Regions from separate parts of the Mus musculus genome. Here all the other regions are linked to region 1. The links are chromatin contacts, called in public targeted proximity ligation maps. All regions are on one chromosome and are shown on one strand. The core of a region is the stretch at or near the end of the contact, and the rest is flanking DNA. Distances in the headings are between cores, read along the strand shown.

Region 1 (3,301 bases), core at 592-3,091:
CAGAGGCACTCTGGTTTGAGAAACAAACATCTAATTATGCCTGGTGGTATGGACCTGTCTTCCTTTCTGCTCAACAGACTGAGGAGAGAGGATTGCTGGAGCCTGGGGGTCGTAGGCCAGCCTGGGCAACACAGTGAGATCTTGTTTCAAAAGAGGAATTTTTAAAAAGCCGTCCATTGATAGAAATGTAGATATCTAAGTTGTGAAAGACAGTATCAGTCTTGAAGAATGAAGATATGCAGAGAAGAATTCTGATCCACAGTGATGAGACGGTAAAGCTAGGTCCTGGGCTGCACCTGGATTTAGAGTAAAATGCAAGCCAGGCACATTATTTTATGTAACTAGCCAGCAAAGCATCTGACTCTGTTTGTTTGTTTGTTTGTTTGTTTGTTTGTTTGTTTGTTTGTTTTAAATGTGGTCTCAGGTAGCCCAGGGTGGCCTTGAGCTTGATATAACTTAAACCCCTGATCCTCCCGCCTTTACCTCCCACAGGCTGAGACTACAAGTGTGTGCTACAAAGCGGGTGGGATGGCTCAGCTGCTAAAGGTGTTTTCCACCAAGCCTTGGAACCTGAGGTCAATCTCTAGGATCCACAGGGTGGAAAGAGAGACCTGACTCCTCCAAGTGGTCCTCTGACCTCCTATGCATACTATAGCACTCACAAAATACAAGGCTGTGCTCCACACGCAGCTTGTTAGTATTTAATAAGGTTGGAGAGATGGCTCAGTGCCTACTGCTCTTGTGTTTGGTTTCCAGCACCTATGTTGTATAGATCACAATTTCCTGTAACTCAGCTCCAGAGGAGGCCAACCTCTAGCTTCAGTGTGCATCTGCGCTCACACACATACCCCACTCAGACCCATAATTAAATGTAATAAAAATCTGGATCAAGAAAGATGGCTCAGAGCACTTGGGAGGCAAAGGCAGACAGATTTCTGAGTTCAAGGCCAGCTTGGTCTACAGAGTTCTGGGACAGCCAGGGCTATACCGAGAAACCCTGTCTAAAAAAAACAAAAACAACAACAACAAAGAAAGATGGCTTAGTAGTTAAGAGTAATTGCTGAGGACCTAAGTTCAGCTTCCAGCACTCATCAGGCAGCTCCAGGGCATCTGACTTTCTCATCTGATGTTAGAGAGTACCTGCACAGGTGTGCACATGAGTGCGCACGCGTACACACACACACACACACACACACACCAAAATTTGTTTTAAACCTAAAAAAAAAAGGTGCCTATTGTAGTACCCTGGAACACACAGGGAAAAGAACCAAGCTGTTAGGAGCAGATGTTGGGGGAGGGAGAGAGAAGGGTGTGGCTCAGTGGTTGAGCATTTGCCTTAGTGCGCATGAAATCTTGCGTTCAATCCCCGTGACAGATCTATAAAGCTGAGAGCAGTTCTTTGGGAACTCGTGCTTAGAGTCCTAGAACTGTCACTGTGACCACATTTCTTCTCCAGCTTCTTCTCTTCTGTAGATGTGAAACCTGAACCCCCTAACCTTGTGCAGGGGGTAAGGACTAAAGGAATGAATGCAGGGGAAGTGCTCACCGTGGTACTTGGCACCCTAGTGACACAGTGGTAGCCATCCATAGTAAATGATTAAGTCTGACCGTGCACCAGATTGCTAAGAGTCCTATGTGGATCTTATTTAATCCTTGTTTTCCATTTCCCCCGGTTGGTAGGAAATAACAGGTTGGTAGGGTGGGTTGTTTGCTCAGAGTCACAGGCAGGAAGTGATAGGACTAGGGTCTGAAAGGAAGCAACGGCCCCGGAGCTACCACACTGCAGCATGGCTTATAAGCTCCTTTCTCCTCTTCATCTGCGGTCTGTGGGAAGGCTACTGACTGGTGATGACTCAGTGTAGCTGCCCTCCAGTGGCTCCCTGTAGGACTAACTGTGTTAGTCACTTCTTGTCAAGTGATGCCTGGCACTATTAAAAAGGAGGCAAGGTTTGTTTTAGCTCATGTTTTCAAAAGGTACAGCCCACAGCTGGCTGATTCTGTTACTTCAGGGCTGTGGAAGCAGAGCACCTGAGCAAAAGGCTACGGAGGGCCAACACCTCATCTCATAACGGCCAGGCAGTAGAGGGAAGCAGGAAGGAACAAGATGCATCCTGGTTATGTCCCCAGGACCTTTTTCCTCCTACTAGGCCCCACCTTTTTTCACTACCTCCAATTAATGCCATCATATAATAACTCCACAAGGAATGAAGTCAGAGTCCTCAGGAGCCCCCCAAACCCATCATCTGGCAATGGTGTCCCCCCAGTATATGAGCCTGTGGGGGACATTTTATATTCAAACTATAATGAGTAGCCTGGGGAGTTGATTTTCACAGAGAGATGGCCACAGCCTCAGCCACTGCAGACTTAATTACTTAAGCCCTCCAAGTAGGACACAGGCAGCCAAGCTCTCCCTGACAGTCTGAGCTCAGACTTCCTTTGGGCTTAGGAAGAGGGGAGCAGGAGGGAAGGATTAGTATTCCCGTCTTGCTTTGAGTGTTTCCTCCTCTCCTGAATAACAGAGACAAAACTGAATCTTACAGGGTTGTCCTGTCACCGGCTGGCTGTTTTTCTCAGAGTGGGGAAGGAGGTTGGTCGAGTGTTATCAGGAAGTACATAGGGACCTCACCCCAGGGTCCCCAGTTTGGCTTTCACCCCATCACAGCTCCTGCTCCAAGGCTGTGGCAGAAAAGCCAGCATTGGTCCTGAGGCTGGAGAGCCTAAGGCTAGCCTTCTTTTGAGCCAGACCCACGGTCCCTGACCCTTGATGCAAACCATCTCTCAGCAGAGTCATGCTGTGGGAGGTTTTAGTGGCTAGTGAATTAGATACTGCGCCTCCTGTCCAAGCAGAAACAGGATGAGTGATGCTCAGAAATGTAATTGGGAGGATAGACTGTAATGGTTTTCACTAGACGCTGGGGATGGAGAAGAATGTGCTTACTCTTTCCTTGAGGCTCCCACTGTTTGCCTCTGCGCCTTATTTCATTGATTCCCAAGCAGTGTGCTAGACTCAGTACCAGACACAGAAAAATCAATGAATGAGTTACAGCTCACACCCCAGGGAGCACTGGAGAAGGACAGCTGAGTAAAAGGCCTGCAAGACCTCATCCGTGGGCCTCAGCCACTGACCCCCAAAGGCAGCAGCAAGACAGAAGCCAGCCTTGGGTGGGAGGTCTGCCTTTGCAGTAGCTACGCAGGCCACAGGACAGTTAAGGTTGTACACAGAATTTTCTTGTTCTGGATTCAGCTTGCCAATTGGGATTGCCAGACGGACTCTGAACCCTGCAGCCTTATCCTTTGCTGT
Region 2 (3,301 bases), core at 360-2,859, 480 kb before region 1:
TATATAGTATGTGTGTATCTTTGTGTCTGACTCTTTTGACTGAATGAAATGTTAGAGATTTATCTGTAACATCTTATATTTTTATTTTATTATTTTCAATACTATAAACCTTTTGTTTTATTCTATCAGTTTAATTGATTTACCTGTTGATGGATAACCAGGTTAATTCCATTTTGGAGCATCGTCAATAACACTAACTTTAGTGTGTGCACGTGCCTCTGTGTGTGTGCACGTGCCTCTGTGTGTGTACACGTGGTCTCACACACACACACACACACACACACACACACACACACACACACACAGTAAGAAGACTGGAGAGACAGCTCAGCAGTAGTTAAGCGTACTGGCTGCTCTTCCAGAGGACCAAGGTTTGATTCCTCCCGAGCACCCACTTGCCACATGGCAGTTACAATTGTCAGTAGCTCTAGCTCAAAGGGATCTGACACCCTCTTCTGGCCTCTGAGAGTGCCAGGCACGCATGTGGTGCACAGACATGCATACAAACAAAAACAATTATACATATTAAATAATAAAATCGTTTTTTAAAAAAGAAAGAAAAGTAAGATAGAGAATAATACACACAAATAAACCAACATACACATATATACATACAAATTTACCTAACTGCATATGCTGCATACACTTTAATATGTATATTAAATATTAACAATTAAATGTGTATTCTCCGTCTTTAAAAACCAGAGGAAAAAGATAGAAAAAGCACAGTAGTTATCTAGTTCTGCATGAGACAGACTGGACAGCTTGAAGTTACACATTCTCATCTCACCATGTCCATGGTCAAGATCCAAACATGCCTTAGATATAAGTTCTCTGTAAGTCACATGCGCTGCAAGCTTGGTGGTGGCTGGACTTCACTCTCAATCAGGGCTTCCTGTTACTTGTGGTCACGTGACCATACCTTTTAAGACAAACACTACCATGCTTACACAGATGACAATACATCTGTCTGGCTTACCACCAGAGACCAAAGTCAAGCAAGAACTTAGGATGACCATGGCTGGTTTGAGGAGGGACACAAGGCCCAGGGCAGGGTCATTGTAACCACTATTGTGGATACTTTAACTTTCAAAAAATTAAAAGATTCTTTGAGGGGCCAGAAAGGTGTCTCAGAAGCTAAAGTTACTGCACAACCTGACAATATCCGTTCAGACCTCAGCACTGTGGAAAGGTGGAAAGAAGGAATCAATTTCACAAAGTCCTCTGACCTACACACACTCACACAGACACACAGACAGACACACAGACACACATCAATCACACACTCATATCAGCCACCCACATCAACACACACACACACAAATAAAAATTTGAGAATTTTAATAATCAACTCATTCAAATGCTGCCTTCACCAACTTGACAATGAACTGCTCCATGAACTGAAATGTCATCACTGCAACATTAACTGTCTCAGCTGTTAAAGGGAGACATAAGGAAGGAGACTCAGATCTTCACCTGCCCAGGTTTGGAAGCAGATGGTTTTGAAGGATCTAGTCCAGACATGCATCTCTGATTAGCTGGGAGTGTGAGCAAGGGGTGGGTCCCAGAAAGAAAAGAATCCAAAGTCTAAAGCCATAAAGATGTTCTGATTTCCACCTCTGGCTCTGTGCTGAGGCAGCTCTGGATGGTCAGGCACAGCTGAAGCCTACAACAGAGTTCCCGGGGCCAGGTGAGTACCCCCTCTCCACAGCAGAAACAAACAAGGGAGGGTCATCAGGGCCTCAAGTGGGGTTCAGTCTTAACACAAGAGATCAGCCTCTTGTGCTCGTCAGTCAGTAGCTGCAAGCTGGTGGTGAGTGGCTGAAACTTGACCCCCCCAGAAGTGAACAGGAACTGTTTATCAAGCAATGTCCACAACAGCTGGAGAACAAATGTTCCATGCTATGAAGTCCTGGGAAGTGGGGTTACTACGGGCCTCTCTCCAGGAAGGAGTCTGCTACCAGGAGCCCAGCCCACTACCCAGGATCAGTTGGTGATTCTGAGAGCTAAGAGGAATGACACCCCGTCCCTTCTAACCCTGGAACCTTGAGCACACAGAGAGACAGATTTGAAAAAGCAAAGCAAGGAAGACACTTGGGAAATTCCACCCTCTTTTTCCCATATCTTCCCTTTACACCAAGTGCCCAGCCCTGAGACCTCGAGAAAGTTTACTTTGCAAATGCCAGGGCCCCTTCTGACCTAACATAACTGAAAACCCAATCTTCTAAGGGTGGCTGCCAGCAGCCACTCTGTCACACTGACTCCATACCTCTCGGTACCTGCCTTTCTCTGCCTAACATGCCCATACATACATCTACATATATGTACATATATGTGCACATATTATATACACATACACACGTATGTGTAAACACACACTACACTACCCTCTCTGCTCTCTTGACTTCTTCTGCACTGTCTGCTTAGGGTCACATTCCCATCAAGATTTTCTCAACCTTCTAACCCAGACCTCCCATGGACAGATCTTATCCATTCTAGACATTCCCTGGCAACCAGCTCATTGCTCTGCAGACAAAATCCTGAAGGGCAGTCCTGTGTGCTCCCAGATAACTGTCTCCACACACTCTCCTCGACACAACCTTCCCAGCTATCAGGATCCCATAGCTGATTTCCTCCTTGCTCTGAGCAGGAGTCAGATAGAAGCAATGAACTCCCCATCCTGGAGATTAGAATGGGACCTCTCTTAACAGAAAACCAGACAGAGGTCAGGTGAGATTCAGGCTGTAGGGCAGGTATCATTGGCTTTTATTACTAAATTCTAACCTCTGGCCCTGGCCCAATTAATCTTTGCAGCCCACCCTCAGGCAAGCACTAGTGTTCCTGTGTATCCATAGAAACAGACTTAGACACTGAGATGCAGGAGCAGAGCCAGGGCTAGGCCTGGCCTGTCTGCTTGGAAGATTCATGTTCTGGCCCACTAAAAGGTTACAGAATCCTCCTAGCTCTGTCTCTGCCTCCCACAGGCTAAGGAAACGGGAGAGATTTGCAGAAAGTCTGAGGCTGAGTATAAATCACCAAGACCCTACGGTTCCTTAAGACACCAGACAGCTGGGTCTGTGGCTCCTCTAGCTGAGGAGCCTGGGAGAGAAGACCAAAAAATTCTCCCTCTGCCCCTCCCATCCTGCCAGTCTACCTTCACCCCAGGGCAGTCTGCCCAGTCCTGAAGATAAGGTGGGCAAGGTAACAGGGCACAAGCATTCTATGGGTTTATTACTAAAAGATGGACTCCAGGGAAAACCTAAGCCCAGGAGAGGAAGTTTGAGGAGGGAGAAAGACTGCA
Region 3 (3,301 bases), core at 252-2,751, 460 kb after region 1:
ATCCTCACAGGACTGCCAGGGCTCAGTGGGAGGGGCTGTGGCACCTCATGCCCATCATGCTCTGGTAGAAAGAAGGAAGGCTCACACACACACACACACACACACACACACACACACACACTGGCCCACAGGTTGATGATTTTCAGGAATTGTCTCATTCTTATCCCTCTCAGTTGCCTGGAGTGAATCCGGGAGGAGAGGGACAATGACAGTCCTGGGACACAGAGAACCTCCTCTGCTGCCACCAAGTTCTTCCACTAGAGAATCATTCCCTCCAGTCTTAAAGACCTTCCGGGTACCCAATGTGACTAACCTACAATTTTGGATAGTCGAGGGCAGAGCACCATGGCCTCAACCTTTGTCCATGGAGTGGGACTGAAGGAGGAAGGGTCTGGGAAATTGCTTCACCACTGGGCTCTAGCCAGATAGTCCTTCAGGCCAGTTCCATCCCTTCTTGTCTAGACACGGACTGAGAATGGGAAGCCAGAGTCCCCAGGGGCTAGTCGGTGACTGGGGTGACTGTGCTTCCCGTGGAGGCCCACCCAGCCTGGCAAAGTCTTCCCACGTGTAGCTGCCAGCCCAGCAGAGGTGAGTCACTGGCCCTCAGAACAGTCTACACAAGTGCTGGATAAGCCACAGACCTCCAGGCCCTGCCCAAGCTCTGCTGCCCAGCCCCCAGTTTCTGATGGCACGTCCCTATCGCTAGGGACCCAGCCCTGCCCCAGGCTCTTGGAAGCACCAGAAAATAGTCTGTGACACTCAGAGCAGAAAAGAAACCCTCAGTACAACAGTGAGGGTACTTACCTGGGGCAGAATCTGCCCCTCACGGCACACCCACCTCTGGGGGCCCATTCTTCCCTGAGATCTATTTATTCCACAGACTGACCCAAACAGCCCATCCTCCGTGAAAGAAAGAGACCTCCTTCCCTCAGGCTCCATCTCAACTCTGGAGCCAGGGAAGGGGTCAAAGGTCAGAAAGAGCAAAAAGGATGCTAAGGTCCGCAGGTGGAATGAGACGCCAAGCCTATGAACAACGTCTCCCTCTCCACCGCTAGTGCCAGGCTCCACCCCGCCGGCTGTGGGTTAGCTTACCGTGGCGTCCTCCGCACCGTGGTGGCCGATGAGGCGGCTACCCCCTGGGTGCCGCTGTGCCCAGCGGCTGATGTCGTAGACACGGCGCTCGATGACCAGCCACTTGTCGCCTGGTAGGTCATGCTGGCGGATCTGCTCCCAGCGGAAGATGGGTAGGGGCGCCCCCAGCGGTGCGGGCCCCTCCCGCGGCCCGGGTCCCCCTCCGGGCTCCCCGACACCGCCCATTGCCGCTGTACACAAGTCCTCCGGACCCCGGTACGTGACCAAGGTCTAAGAGAGACACTGAGGGAGGCGAGGTGGCAATCAGGGGTCTTCCTCCGCCCGCCCCACCGGCCCCGCCCTGCCGCTGCGGCCGCCGTAAGAGCGTGCGCCTGCCCGGCTCTCCGCGCAGGGAACTTTTCCCTCCCTTATAACCGCGCTGACAGCGCTCGCCTCGCCCGCCCCTCGTCCCGGCCCCCGCGCTGGCCAGTCCCGCTCTCGCTCCAATCCAGGCGCGGCGCCTCCACATCTATTGGCTGCCCGGGGAGGGCGGTGTCGCGAAGGGGCTTGCCCCACCCTCGAGGGCCTGGGGCCACCACGCCCGGCACTGCCCCCGGGGCACTGCCCCCCCCCCCCCCCAGTTTCTCGGACTCTCGGCTCAACTGAGAAGGCGGGGGATGGGGACCCAGCGCGCACGGGAGTCCTGCAGGCCGCTGCGCCCAGGCACACCCGCAGGGGCCCGAAATGAGCCCAAGTCTGAGCCCTGAAAGGCTGAGAAATGTAGTTAGGGACGTCACCGGTCTTTAACCAGGCATCCCAGGTAGCTAGAAATGAGGACACTACCTTGGGGTGACTGTCAACAGCCACCAAACAATGGACCTCATCCCCCAGTAAACCCTCAATATCCACGCGAGGAAGCCATCTAAAGCAATCTGCAGGAGCAGATGGCCTCTCCTCCTGGCTGTACGCAGGATTGGGGATGCCCAGGTTGGCCACTGGAGGAGGAGCAGAGGACACTGCTGCGTGGAGGTCTGCCGTTCAGGAGATGAAAGAATGGTCCAGTCTGCAATGGGTGGCTTGCTTGTCACCACCTCCCAGTTCTCCCCATTCATGGTGTCACATTTTTGACTTATTAAATTCAAATCCTCTTGAGAGTGTAACTACGTTCCCAATTGTACGATGTTTCTTTGAGACAGACATCAGTTCCTTAAAAGTTAAAAGCTTTCACAACTGGCAAACTTGAAGGTCCATCAGAATTTCCTTGAGGGCTAGTTAAAACAGACTCCCGCACACCACCCTAGTGTGACTCAGGGCAGAAAGGTGAGGCAGACCTGTTTGTTGGGAGCAAATCTTTTCAGAACCTTAAAGTGTATTTTTTCCAATGTGCAAACATTTCCTCTTGGTCTACCTAAGGATTTGTAGGTGACCTGACCTCTAAGGCACCCCTGTGGATAACAAAACCAACCTGTGTTTCTTGCCTACAAAAAACCAGTATATGCATGTAACCTTCACATATCCCCTCATACACTTTAAGTCAGCTCTGAATTCTTAATAATGTCTAATGTGATGTAAATGCTCTATAAATAATTGTTCACTGCATTGTTTAGGGAACAATAAGACTAAAAAAGGCTGAAAGCATTCACTCCAGATGCAACTATTACAGGCCTAAATACACAGGACAAGGAGGAAAGCAGAGGCGAGCAATACTCTAAAGAATGTTGGTTAGATACCTGGGACCTGTGAGATGAGGAGAGGTGACATCAGGGGCAGCCTACGTACACACTGCCTCCATGGAGAGTGAGGAGGGTGTCACAGTCCAGTCTTACATTTGGGAAACTTCCAGAATTCTTTTCTGAACATGTCCAATCTACTCCTGTTCCATCTTAGGCTGCAGAACTCAGAGAGAAGGAAAATCCATGACGTGTATCACAGGCAGACCAGAGCTTGAAGAAAGGAGCCTCTTGGTTCTCTCTAGTTTGAGGAACTCTTGCTTTGCTTAGCCAGGACCAACGAGCCCAAGATATTGCCACAAACAGGAGCTGTTCAATCCCTTTCTATGAAGGCTCTTCAAAATCCTGGAACATGTTTTCTTCTTCACACCTGGGGATACAGGAGCCCTGGCCAAAGAGGATGGCAGGTACTGCTGCCCCCACATGGTCACAGTGAGGACTGGGATAGAGAAAGCCTATGCTTCCCAGGGAATACACCTATTGTATCCAAACTTGGATGC

The links.
Region 2: a targeted proximity ligation map of pancreatic cancer cells shows a contact between it and region 1. A contact is called at or near these places in 7 of 39 promoter capture datasets (the 3T3-L1 cell line, the C10 cell line, frontonasal cranial neural crest and 3 more) and 2 of 130 datasets of targeted methods (effector CD8 T cells and pancreatic cancer cells).
Region 3: a contact with region 1 is called in a targeted proximity ligation map of pancreatic cancer cells. A contact is called at or near these places in 6 of 39 promoter capture datasets (3T3-L1-derived adipocytes, the HPC-7 cell line, cranial neural crest and 2 more), 3 of 484 Hi-C or Micro-C datasets (the G1E-ER4 cell line and embryonic stem cells), 1 of 130 datasets of targeted methods (pancreatic cancer cells) and 1 of 9 other capture datasets (adipose tissue).

The regions. Positions count from the first base shown.
Region 1 is chr19:10,496,256-10,499,556 of GRCm38.p6, reverse strand. No RefSeq gene overlaps it. Among named protein-coding and RNA genes, the nearest start is that of Ppp1r32, 15 kb to the right of the region's middle.
Region 2 is chr19:10,973,008-10,976,308 of GRCm38.p6, reverse strand. It overlaps Ms4a10 (membrane-spanning 4-domains, subfamily A, member 10), which reads left to right and starts at 1,609. Exons shown (of 9, transcript NM_023529.3): 1 at 1,609-1,690.
Region 3 is chr19:10,039,748-10,043,048 of GRCm38.p6, reverse strand. It overlaps Fads3 (fatty acid desaturase 3), which reads right to left and starts at 1,501. Exons shown (of 12, transcript NM_021890.3): 1 at 1,093-1,501. The coding sequence starts at 1,317.